Linked DNA regions of Pan troglodytes: region 1 is linked to region 2. The links are chromatin contacts, called in public Hi-C maps. All regions are on one chromosome and are shown on one strand. The core of a region is the stretch at or near the end of the contact, and the rest is flanking DNA. Distances in the headings are between cores, read along the strand shown. Region 1 has its middle 340 kb from the start of KCTD16. Region 2 overlaps NR3C1 (nuclear receptor subfamily 3 group C member 1).

Evidence for each region. Hi-C and Micro-C count contacts between places; a contact is called where the count stands out from the background.
Region 1: a Hi-C map of a lymphoblastoid cell line shows a contact between it and region 2, with 2.9 times the contacts expected there. The contact joins two enhancer-like sites. A contact is called at or near these places in 3 of 7 Hi-C or Micro-C datasets (blood, a lymphoblastoid cell line and stem cell-derived neural progenitor cells) and 1 of 1 datasets of contacts at active chromatin or transcription factors (stem cell-derived excitatory neurons).

The regions. Positions count from the first base shown.
Region 1 is chr4:141,538,739-141,541,438 of NHGRI_mPanTro3-v2.0_pri, reverse strand. No RefSeq gene overlaps it. Among named protein-coding and RNA genes, the nearest start is that of KCTD16, 340 kb to the left of the region's middle. Within about 2 kb of position 1,323, at least 2 of the 24 cell types and tissues checked have an H3K27ac peak or open chromatin away from gene starts, as enhancers often do. A contact at or near this core is called in a lymphoblastoid cell line, where this site is marked.
Region 2 is chr4:141,127,895-141,130,594 of NHGRI_mPanTro3-v2.0_pri, reverse strand. The region is part of intron 1 of NR3C1 (nuclear receptor subfamily 3 group C member 1); the gene reads left to right. Among named protein-coding and RNA genes, the nearest start is that of NR3C1, 21 kb to the left of the region's middle. Within about 2 kb of position 1,329, at least 2 of the 24 cell types and tissues checked have an H3K27ac peak or open chromatin away from gene starts, as enhancers often do. A contact at or near this core is called in a lymphoblastoid cell line, where this site is marked.

The DNA.
Region 1 (2,700 bases), core at 74-2,573, 410 kb before region 2:
ATGGCAGGGGAGCAGCTGCAGATGGGGCCAGGTTATGAAAAGTTAGCCAATGCCACAAGCTATAAAGTACTCCTCTTCCACTCCACTAAGCACTTTTTTGAGTATCTGTTATGTACCAGACACTGAGAAGACTCCAGCAATGGGAAGGCAAAGAGTCTGCCCTCCTGGAAGTTATATTCTAATGGAGAACATGCATTAAGCAAATAAACAAGATAATGACGGGTAGTGATTACTGTTATGAAGGAAATTCATAGAAACGCATAACAAGAGCTGCCATATTGGGGAAGGAGAATGTTGGGGGAAGGAGTTCTTTTAGATAGGGTGGTCATTGCCGGCCTCTCTAAGAGGAGACATCTATACTGAGATGAAAGAAGAGGAAGGGCCAGCCATGAGAAGTGTGCAGAGAAGACTATTCCATGCAGAGAGAACAGCAAGTGCAAAGGCAAAGGCTGGCCATGTTGGAGTGATGGAAGAGGGCTCAGGTTGGCTGGAATATGGAGAGCCAAGGGGGCATGGGTATACAATGAGATTGAAATCACATATGGATGTCTAGACCAGGGTGAAGTGTTGAGTTTTAAACAGGACTTGTATCAGCTCATCTTGGCTGCTGGGAGGAATGAGGATCGTGAAGGAGCTGGGAGGAGAAAAGCAGAGAGAGCCCTTAGGAGACAACTGTAGTCATCCAAACAAAGAGATAGGGAATGGAGCTAGTTAGTAGCAGATGAGATGGAGCACAGTGAATAAGACACATGATATGGAAAACCGAAGAGCCTGCTTATTTATTGGCTGTAATAGATGAGGAAAAGAGAAGACATAAACATGGCTCCTGGGTCTATTACGGCCATTTAGATTACTTTCAGCTGAGGCAAAGCAGATGCCCTTCCAGAATAATTTGCATTTTACAGTGAGCCCTGTGACTTTTTCCTTACAGAAAGAAAGTGGTCTGCAAATGGTTATAATACAGAGCTTAAGAGGCCAAAGTTGTCGTTTAACTGTGTGATCTTAGGCTCGACGCTGCCCCTCTCAGAGCCTCAGAACCACCTTGATTAACCTCCAAAATCCCTTGGAGGTAATGAGTTTTTCATTGGTGCAGAAATAGCCATTCCCTTGGTAGAAGTAGGATTGTAGAACTGAGAAGCTGAACCAAACACAACAATTGGTGGAGTGCGTTCCTCCCTCATTACCCTGTAATCTCCAAAGAACCTCCTCATAGGTGCTCTTCATATAGTTTATCTTTGCACCTTAATGTCAGCACAGCAGCAAGTCCATGGCAGGGAAGGGGCAGCCCAAAATACATCCACCAGAGGGCAGCATAGAGCTGTGCTTGCCCAGATCAGCCCCTGAGGTCATCAGCCTCTGCTGTGGGAGCGTCCAGATACCTGCTTCCGGAGAAGAGCAGAATTGGGGTCTGGAATCACTGCTGCTGAAGCAAACCTTTTGGCCAGGGTACTGAGAAGAGCATGAGAACGTCGTTGCTACAAACAGTGACAAACCCTAAATCCAACTGCAGCTTACACAGTCCAAAAAACAGATAAAATAGTATTTTTATCTTTAGCTGTCTTACATGGAGGGCTATGTACCTGGCACTGACAGATGAGTATACACATTATCTCACTTAAGCTTTACATCAACCCTATGTGCTGCATCCTGTTTTTTGTTCCTAGTTTACAGATGAGGAAACAAGTTACTGAAGATCAGTGATGGGGCAGTTTTCTCTAACTCTATAGAAGTCTGTTTCACTATAAAACCTCCTCCTCCAGGCTGTATACATCTGCTTGTTATTTTTCTAGAGTCCTGCTGGCTGCTCTGTGGATAGAAAGGAAGTATTACATAAGGATTATATAGGATTTGGCTCTTGCCCTTGAAGTACGTACACTTTCAGAATGGAGAGAACAACTTAGGTATCATACAAACAACTGTATATAATCCAGAGCTTCACGGCTTGGTAAAACTATGTTTTCACTACTCCCCAGTCTCAAGTGTTTTTCCACTGGTACTACACAATTGCTATAAACAAAGTCATTTTCGTGAGAAGTGGTGTGCTGTAGTCAAACATTCAATCATTAATTCATTTGCTCTCCAAATATTTAATGAATATTTCTTACTATGACAGACACTGGATATCACACAGAAACATACTTCATCCTTGCCCTTGAGGGGCTTATAATTTAGTTTGGTATGGTGAAAAATAGACAATAGCAAGTAAACCAATACATGTGGGATTATAATTATACATGCCATTAAAAGGGGCCAGTGGTTAGCTATTATCCCTAGTGACCTCAGCTCTTGGACCAATGATTTCCTGCTCTTGATTCCCGTGATCTCCTTCTCTATTGCAGCCACCGGACAACCCTGCCTGGAGCAGGTCTTCTCTTTTGTGACCTTGACCTTTCTGAATCGCCTCTGTGATTGCAATCTCATGGACACATGTCTCTCACACGCCTTTGGATTCCAGCCAGCCTTTCCTCCACCCTCAGTGTATAATCCCTCTTTCTGTATTCTCTTGTCTGCTCAGGACTCCATGGCAGGTCAATTCAGCCATACCCTTGTTCCTGCTCTAAAATCCCCTGACCTTCCATGATGCCCATCCTGACCAATCCTGAGTCTACCTAGCACTCTGCCCTCTCTTCCCCAGCACTGCCCTGACCTTCTTCCCACTCATCCTCTCTGACCAAACCTCAAAGCTCCTCTGCAGACCTT
Region 2 (2,700 bases), core at 80-2,579:
TCTAGCTGTAATTTTGTAATCGTTAACTAATCTCTCCCCATCCTCCCCTTCCCCCTGCCCTTCCCAGCCTCTGATAGTCACAATTCTACTTTCTATTTCACATAATAAAAGTTTTTAAAGAGGGGAATAATGGGGTGGGGGATCTGGAATATACATAAAAACTCAAAAATAGTTACAAATTTGTTGCCATCAAAATATAAAAAGAAAAAAATAGTTACATCTGCAAAATGGGATTGTGTGAGGAAGTTTTTACCTTTATACATTTCTACCTTCTGTATGTTTGGACTTTTACAATAAGTATGTGTTATTTTCTAGCATCTTTTAAAGTTTTTTTCTTAAAGGCATAAGTAATATCTAAAGTTATTTTTCATCCTTCTAATGCCGTCTACACAAAGATAATGATTTTTCTTGGATGGCCCCAATCTCTCTTCTGTAAGATCTTTCCCCATTTGTCATATCCATAACTCATAACCTCCTCACCCTTCACTGCTCTCCATTTTCTCTATAAAGTGAGCCCAGTCAGTACTTGTAGGCTTGTTAAGCATTACTTCTAATAAGAAAGACTAACTTGTAAAGCAAATGTGGAAATGTACTAATATAGCATCAAGCACAAAATAGCCATTCAATAACCGAACTATTTAATTCCTTTTTTTTCACACTTCATCCTTTCCCTAATTCCAGAAAGAACTTGAACTGGGTCATAACAAAGACAAATTTAGACAGACAGATAAAGATATCTCATAGGTAGAAATAAAACTGAGTAATTATAAACTAATCACAGGAGGCTCTGTTAGTCTGATGAATAGAAACACATGTGATAAAATCACAGAGAGGTAAAATAGAAAATGAAAATCAGGATCAAGAAAAGGGAAATAAAAATATGCTGGACATCATTCAATAACTATTTGCTGATGGTAATTATAGGGATGGAAAACCCATCAGGCCTATGGAGCTAAAATTAATCAGCAAGTATTCACAGAGTGCCTACTGCTTCTATTACTGGTTCTGGCTTCCTGCCTGCCCAGTGCAGAGGCTTGAGACATTTGCGTGACATTCAGCTTGTCAAGACAGAAGGAGCAAAATAAGCAGACAGAGGCTCACTGCAGCCGCCTATACCCATCATATTGTTGGAATCATAGTCAAGTGAGACAAACTCCTTCAGTGGAAGACGATAAAACTAGCTTAAAAGTTGTAAACATCACTTCATCACCCAAAAAAGGCCCAATTAAGTGGAGATACTATTTCTGCAAAGCAATCATCAATTCATTTGTGTAACATTTGAAATTTCAAAGTACAAACCCACATTCTATTAAAGGCAGGAAGTGAAACCAATAAAACTTGTAACAACTATACTTAATTTTCAGGGTTCTTTCCATTGCTGACAAACATTTTAAGTCATGTCTATTCTCTTAAAATGTAAAATATGATGTTTATGTCACTGTTAATATTTTGACAAAAAGCTATTGTCATGGACATCTGGGTTTTTTTTCTGCATGCCCAGAAATCCCTTTTCTCCTATTTAAATTTAAAATCTCCAATTATTTGGAGAAGCACCTCCTCTTCTCTCTCTTTCATTTGTACCCCATTCTTAGGTGTCAGTGGTGGGCACTTGAGCTAGGCTTTGCCCATCATAGTACACATTCCTGACATCCCTTGGTCATAGTTATTGGTCCAGGGATAAGCATTTGAACCAACTAGACCAGTGAAACCCCTCCCAGGAACAACTACTAAAATTATGGGAAAAGAACTCTTTCCACTGAAGTTACTAACCTGGCAGGATGTGTTAAATCCAGGTGCCACAGGCCACCAGGTGGAGAGGTGGAGATAATCTTTCCAGAAAAACAAAACAAAACAAAACAGGAAAATGAAGCTAAGGGATAAAATTTAAGCCCTTTGGACTTCATTTGAGCCCCTGAATCCAGTCACGCCTCCTGAAATTAAACTTCCCCTGGACTTTTCAGTGAATCAAAAAACTGTTTTTAACAGTGGGGTTTCTTATAAATGCACCAAAAAATGACCTAATGAATGTTGTCTACAAGCTTCCATTAGAAGTATTATCTTCAAGAGAAAAAAAAAAACAAATAACTTGAAGGAAACCTTTCATAATTCAAGTCAGTCCTGCTAACCTCTAGGAAACCCTCCGTGACCACCATCTCCATATCCACACCCATTTTCCTAACCTTAAACACCAGATGACTTCTTGAAGCTTATGAAGTGCCCTATGCATCTAACACATTTCTGTAAGTCTGCATTGTTCTATAATGACTTGTAACCGTATCTGTCTCCATTTCCTCCAGAGAAGAGATTATTGTTTTGATATCCCTGCAGCCTTATACTGGGGCCTAACATATAATAGTTGCTATTTTGTTGAAGGAATTGTATTTTGTTGAAGGAATTCTCTTTTGTTGAAGGAATGGAGAGAATATTAATTAAGAAAGTCTCTTCTATTAATAAACATTCCCTGATTGATTGAAACCATGCATAAAATAGCTAATCATCAGAAGACCAAAGTAAACAACATATCCAAACTGAATCCTCAAAGTGTTAGTCATTGGTAGCTGTATAGCTGAGAATCTTTCCTTCTTCTGGTCATTAGGGTTGAAAGGGTGGGTGAATGTGGAGACATGATTCTTTCTTTTGCAAAACATTTACTATTTTTTAAACTCCATAAAATGTAATAACTTATCTTGAAAAATGTTA